Linked DNA regions of Zea mays: region 2 is linked to region 1. A link is a contact called in public Hi-C data. All regions are on one chromosome and are shown on one strand. Each heading gives the region's core, a stretch centred on a gene start, on an enhancer-like site or on the middle of the called end of the contact. The rest is flanking DNA. Distances are from core to core; before and after follow the strand shown.

Evidence for each region. A called contact is a pair of places that touch in the nucleus more often than the background predicts.
Region 2: a contact with region 1 is called in a Hi-C map of ear, with 2.2 times the contacts expected there. The contact joins the promoter of LOC100277433 here to the promoter of LOC100502275 in region 1. A contact is called at or near these places in 5 of 25 Hi-C or Micro-C datasets (ear, leaf and tassel).

Annotation. Positions count from the first base shown.
Region 1 is chr5:214,799,009-214,802,522 of Zm-B73-REFERENCE-NAM-5.0, forward strand. It overlaps LOC100502275, which reads right to left and starts at 2,030. Exons shown (of 2, transcript NM_001196752.1): 1 at 1-2,030. The coding sequence starts at 1,624.
Region 2 is chr5:214,950,880-214,954,073 of Zm-B73-REFERENCE-NAM-5.0, forward strand. LOC100277433 reads left to right here and starts at 1,412. Exons shown (of 2, transcript NM_001150994.1): 1 at 1,412-1,966; 2 at 2,043-2,468. The coding sequence starts at 1,496. The coding sequence ends at 2,183. LOC103627717 (probable serine/threonine-protein kinase SIS8) reads left to right here. Exons shown (of 14, transcript XM_008648027.4): 11 at 26-75; 12 at 159-335; 13 at 457-594; 14 at 692-1,112. The coding sequence ends at 568.

The sequences.
Region 1 (3,514 bases), core at 780-3,279:
CATCAGGGTGCATTGGCATCTGCTTTATGAACTCCTCAGCTTCTTTTAATCTCCCAGATCTGCTATACAAGTCAATCATACAGGTATAGTGATCATCTATGGGAACAATACCATGGTCCTTCTGCATGGAATGGAAGTAGCTGCAACCTTTCTCAACAAACCCCGCACGACTGCAAGCAGAAAGAACACCGATAAAGGTTACTCCATCAGGCTTCACGTCCTTAGCCAACATCTTCTCGAACAAATCAATAGTTTCTTTTGCCCTCCCAAACTGAGCGTACCCAGTGACAAGTGCTGTCCAGGAGACCTGATCGTGAAACAACATCTCATCAAACAATCTGTGTGCATCCTCAATGCTACCACACTTCCCATACAAGGTAACTAGTGCATTAGACACTGTGATGTAATGCATCAATCCTGACACAAGCGCTAGACAGTGGAACTGAGCTCCTTCCTCTAGGCTTGCTAGGTTAGCGCAAGAACTTATAACACTTCCTAGGGTGAAATCATCAGGATCAATGCCATCTCTTTGCATCTCAGAGAACACCCTGACAGCCTCCTCGCTGCACCCATTTTGTCCATAACCAACAATCAGTGCAGTCCATGAGATGATGTTTTTGCACGACATCCTCCTGAAAGCAGTTTCTGCCGGTTTGATGCTCCTGCACTTTGAGTACATGTCAACAAGCGCACTCCCGACAAAGACATTGTCATCGTAGTGAGTCCTGATTATGTAGGCATGGATCTGTTTCCCCTGTTCCAAGGCTGAAAGGGCACCACAGGCGGTAAGGATGCTTCCGAAGGTGTACTGATCAATAGCAATGCCCTGAAACCTCATCCTCCTAAAAAAGTTAAGAGCCTGTGACTCCAATCCGTTCTGTGTGAACCCCGTGACCATCGTGGTCCAAGTAATGCAATCCCTGTCCGTCATCACCTCAAACAACCGCCTTGCTTCTTCAACCATCTTGCATCGGAGCAGCCCGGTGATCATCGTGTTATACATCACCACATTCTTGCCATCCATTTCATCGAAGACTCTCTTAGCATCCCCAATGAGACCCATCTTGGCATACATACCAACCAGTGGGCTCCCGACAAAGGCGTTCACCCCAAACCCAAGCCGCAGAATCTGACAATGAAACTGCCTGCCAAGGGCGCGGTCACCCAAGGCCGATGCCGCCATGACCATAGCCGACATCGTGATCCGGCTAGGCCTGACGCTACTGCCCGCCCGAAGTAACGTGTGGTACAACCTGACCGCCCGAGCGTGCGCGCCACCGCCAGAGAAGCCGGCGATGACCGCGTTGTAGGAGACGGTGTCGCGCTGCGCCATGGACGCGAAGAGGGAGTCCATGTCGTCGAGGAGCCTGGCGTGGGCGAGAGTGGAGAGGAGCGCGTTGTATGTGAAGAGGTTCGGGTGGGGCGTTGCGTCGAACACGCGGCGCGCGCGCGCGTGGCGGCCAGCCTTGCCATAGGCGGTGAGCAGGTGGTTGAGGAGGTGGGTGGGCGGCGGGTGCGGTAGGGTCCTGAGGATGACGCAGTGGAGCGCGCCGGCTGCGTGCGGCTCGGTCCGGGCGGCGGCAGAGAGGAGGGCGGCGTACTGGCTGCTGAGCGGGCGGGACATGGCACGCCGCACGCGGGGCGGGGCGGGGGCGGGGGCGGGGGCGGGGCGGAGGGGAGCAGCTGCAGCTGCGTGTGTGGAAAACGAAGCGCATAGACCACGGGGCCTCCATCCATCGTCCAGTGATCGGTGCGAACCCAAGCCCACCACATAGATAGTGTTGCAAACTGGGCCTCCCTCTCTCGAACCCGTGGGCTTGCCCCTAGATTGATACGTAAAGAACAGACAGAAACTGCCTCAATGCGCTTCAGGCCAAGTCTGGTGCCGATTCTGCCACAGCCCACGGCCTGACACGAAGAACTGACGACTGCGCGCATCAAAATAGCCATGCTACTTGATACGGTGGAGAGCGGTCTTTTGCATTTTGGATACTTCTTGTAGCCATAACGGCCACAGATAAGGTTTTGAGTCTCAACTCTAAGAAAAAGTCTTCATGTGGCCGCCCCACACTTATAAGTAGTAGAAAGACCGTACGGGGGGATAAGAACCCATTGAATTAGGGGCACCATCGTCATGCCGTTAATCATTGTGCGAACAGTGACCAAATCATTGTGAGTGATTCAATGCTTTGCTTGCCATATCACGCCACGCTAGACCGTTCCATGTTGCTTTCATTTAACTCCACACGGCGTAAATTAATGACACGGCTCCGAGAACCTGTAGTACGAGGGGGTGTGCACAGTATTTGCTCGCCACTGTTTCATTTCACTAGAGATGGCCAAATGGGCGGCACGGCACGGCCCGGCCCGGGCACGGCCAGGCACGGCACGGTTAGGGCACGGCCCGTTTAGCCCGTTTAATAGCCGTGCCGTGCCGGCACGGCACTAGTGCCTAAGGCCAGGCCCAAGCACGGCACTAAGCCTGCTTAGCCGTGCCGTGCCGGCCCGTTTAGCCCGTTTAGCCCGTTTAGCCCGTTTAGCCCATATAGCCCGTTTAGCACTATACCACAGAATTGTAGTCAGATATTCACAAACACAGTTAAAACATACTAAAATAGCTAATATTGAACTGTTTAGTGCAATGGTTGACTCATTAAAAACCTATTTAGATAAAAACTCACCCTTGTGAGAAAACCCTATATAAGAAAAAAGAGTACAACACACAGCTAACTACTCGTGCTTGGATCTAATCATGTATAATCGTGCCTAACCGTGCCTAGGGGCTAATCGTGCCGTGCCCGTGCCGGCCCAGCGTGCCTAAGGCTCGGCCCAGGCACGGCACTACCTATCGGGCCGTGCCGGCACGGGCCCGACACTAGCCGTGCCGTGCCGTGCCCAGGCACTACGGGCCGTGCCGTGCTTCGGGCCGGTCCGTTTAGCCCGGCCCGGCTGGCCATCTATACATTTCACTGAGCCGGCAGTTGCAGTGCTCTCTGTTAATCACAGGATCCCGCCCCGCCCCCTACAGGTTGACGCTCCACGCCTCCATTGGTTGATAATGAAGCCGGCTGTGAATGCCCGGAGGAGACGCTGGAGCCAACCAACCAACCAACCACACACACGGAAGTGAACATTCGGAGCGCCAGACTGCATAGGCGAAGATCGTAGAGCCGCGAAGAAAACAAAAGGAAACTCGATTATGTGGTACTTACCGGAGCGGACTGTCGGCATTTCTGTCGATCTACAACCTACACATGTCACAAAAGATGGTCGATCCATTCTGTCTGTCGAGATCGGAACAGCGAGCCTGCGACCTTGTGAGTCCAGCCCAGCATCATCACAGTTGCAGGATCACTGAACCTTGCTTGAGGCTGCTGCCGAGATTGGTCCCGCGCGCGACTGAAAGATGCGTGCCACTCAACCCAACGCTCAACGTGCTAACCTCCAAGTGCGTCCGGTCCGGGACTATATGACTGGATGTTCCGTTTCCCGCCAACGATTTGCTCGTTTTCCT
Region 2 (3,194 bases), core at 162-2,661, 150 kb after region 1:
ACTGAATAGTTTGGTTGATGTGCAGGCGGAGTGGATGGCACCAGAAGTACTTCGGAATGAACGATCGGATGAAAAGTAAGTGGTTAAAGACTCGGTTAAAAATAACCTTATCACAGATGATTATTTTGTGCATGCTGAAATCTTGCATGGGCTGGCAGATGCGATGTTTTTAGCTACGGAGTCATATTATGGGAACTTTGTACACTACTACAGCCTTGGGAAGGTATGAATGCCATGCAAGTGGTTGGTGCAGTTGGGTTTCAGAATCGTCGCCTTGAAATCCCAGATAACATCGATCCTGCTGTAGCAGAGATAATAGTGCAATGCTGGCATACGTTAGTATTCTTAACTTTCTTGGTGCAATAAAAAATATTTCACCGTTTATGGTGCATTGCATCTTCCTAACCCACATGGATTTTTTTTTATTTGCTAAATTCACTTTGCTATATGCCTCAGGGATCCAAAGTTGCGGCCATCATTTGCAGATATCATGGCTGCACTAAAACCACTGTTGAAGAACTTGACCAGCAATCTAGCCCCTAAGAGAGTGCAACAAACAGATGAGTGAGACAAGGAGGTTGACAACCGCCCAACGTCCGTAACTTGTAGGATTATTTCTGTACATTAACAGCAAGCATGTGTTCAAAGATGAAAAAAGATGTGATGTTGGTATGTTTGCTACTCTATCCAGCTAGAGGTGCAACATTTCGGATTGGCAAAGCCATGGTAAGCTTAAGGCCGCTTGCCATTGATCCACATTCGAAGATCAGTGCTGGTATACCCGTGAAAGAAGACGGAGGAGGGCTGTGATCTATGCAAAGAATTGTGCAGAACAGTAATGTTTTGGCACTGTGGAACGATTGAACCAGGAACTCGTATGGGTGGCAGACCGGGGCTTTTGTTCATACCGTCCCTTTTTTTTTCTTTTGTTGCCTCACCGAATGGTGGGTATTATTATGTGTAAGGTGGCGATTGGTTCACGAAACGTAATGTAAATGACAACGGTAATGATTCATGTTTGATTACCAGCGGTAACAAGTTTGAATAGGACTATATCAGTTTCTAGGGTGATATATGATTACATTACACATAAACAAATATGGTTTACGTTATCTGTTACCGTTGACCTTACAAATACGTGAACCTGCCAACCTGAAAAGAGAGGGAAAGGTTGCCCTGCTTGTGTTGCGAGTTTGGACTCACCTCACAGCTGACGCGTGTCCACTTCGCCTCTCACCATCCGTCGTGAACAGTGGATCCCGAGCGCGCTGGGCGTTCCCGCTTCCATTCCATCTAACCAGTTCCCAGCCACGAAAACTCCGCAAACATCGCACGCACGTACGCCGTTTCCATGCCATGCATGGACACCACGCGCTAGTTAACCCGAGATCGGCCCCCCATCGCTGATGCCAGGACCGATCACCCGACGACGCACAAACACCACTCCGCACGGATTAGCCGACGCCGACGGTGAGCAGCCCATCAGAGCGCGACGATGGCGGGCGTCTTTTGGGGAGGCGGGAGGGCGGACGAGGTGGCTGACTTCGACGAGTACGACCCCACCCCCTACGGCGGCGGCTACGACATCGCCCTCACCTTCGGGCGTCCGCTGCCGCCCTCCGAGGAGACCTGCTACCCGATCTCCACCGCCTCCTCGTACGACCGTCCGCAGCAGCACGGAGGCCGGAGGCCCGGGGCCGAGGAGTCCCACGGCTCAGCTGCAGGGTACGGTGGAGGCGGCGGCGGGTACGCGGGGGCGGGGCGGCCTCATCAGCTTCATAAGGAGGAGGAGACCCACGGCTACGGGAGGAAGGGGGGACACGACGACGACCACGAGCAGCAGGCGTACCGAAAGCCGAAGCCCTCGTACGGGCACGGGGACGGCGACGACGACCACCAGGCGTACAGGAAGCCGAAGCCGTCGTACGGGGACGAGAGGCCCAGCTCCGGCCGGAAGAAGAAGAATGTGAGCGTAGGCTGCCGAATGGCCGATGGGCCTTGAACTCGTAATCTGGGCTGTTTTAAACATGGTGAAATTACAGGACGACGACGATGACTCTGATGACGACGGCGCGAGGAAGCCACGTTACAAAAAGAAAGACGACGACGACTCGGATGACGATGACAGGAAGAAGCGCTACGAGAAGAACGACCGCCGCCGCCGCCACGACTATGACGATTGAGCTATATGCATGCAGTCTCGTATATACACATGTGCTCGAGTCACGCGTTATGCAATGTATCATCCCCATTGCATCTCCTACTAGCAGTACTGTAGTAAATAAGCGAAGCTGAGATGCAGGGGGATGCATATGGTGGACACAGTTTTGATTTCAAGTGACGCCGCTTTACAGCCTACTTCTTCCTTGTTTTTGTTCTTCACCTTTTGTACTGTTCTGATGGTAACCTGTATACTCGCGCGGTTACTTGCGACCATTGTTTTTTTTTGAACAAAATATTACTGTCGATTTTCAGGTTCACAGTAACTAAAAAAAACGTCATATACATGACATGCTATGCTACACAGGTGCTGTTCTTCATAGCTGGTGAACTTGCATTCTTCACTGACATACATACACCAATTTCCCAATAATCCTAAACTCAATAACAAAAGTGCAGTTAGAAATGACATTATTCATCCATCGATCGCGTAGCGACGACTACTTTATTTGAGAAAGTGCATGCTCTAATTGCATCGTCTTCCATGCTAGCACAGTATGTATTGGCAATGCTGTCTAATACTAGGTACACTCATCCTCTGTTCTGAGCTGGAAAGCATGCTGGGGTGGCTATTTGATGGCGCGCGGTGCTGTGTCTTCCCGTGTCGTACGTTTGTGTCACGCACACTTGTTTTGGCCTCTCTCGTGCCAAGCTAGCCAACTTTCGGTTTCATGCGGTGCTTGCATGCATGATACTAGTACGATGTTTCTTTCTTCAAGTTTTTGGAGATTTTCTTGTTTTTACGAATAGGGTACGGATATCATCACAAGTAATGTCTTGCTATCTGGTTCAGTACGTACGTGTTGATGTGACCGGTAGTTGTTGGATCTTAATTTGCTCTTCTTGCGTACGTTGTGGCCTGTAGTCTAAACAAACCACCGATCGTTCCAAGGAACACATCGCATCAAGGCCATGCATATGCTTGCAAAGTCACCAGCATGGTTGTGGAGGATACGATTAGGATACACGCCGGT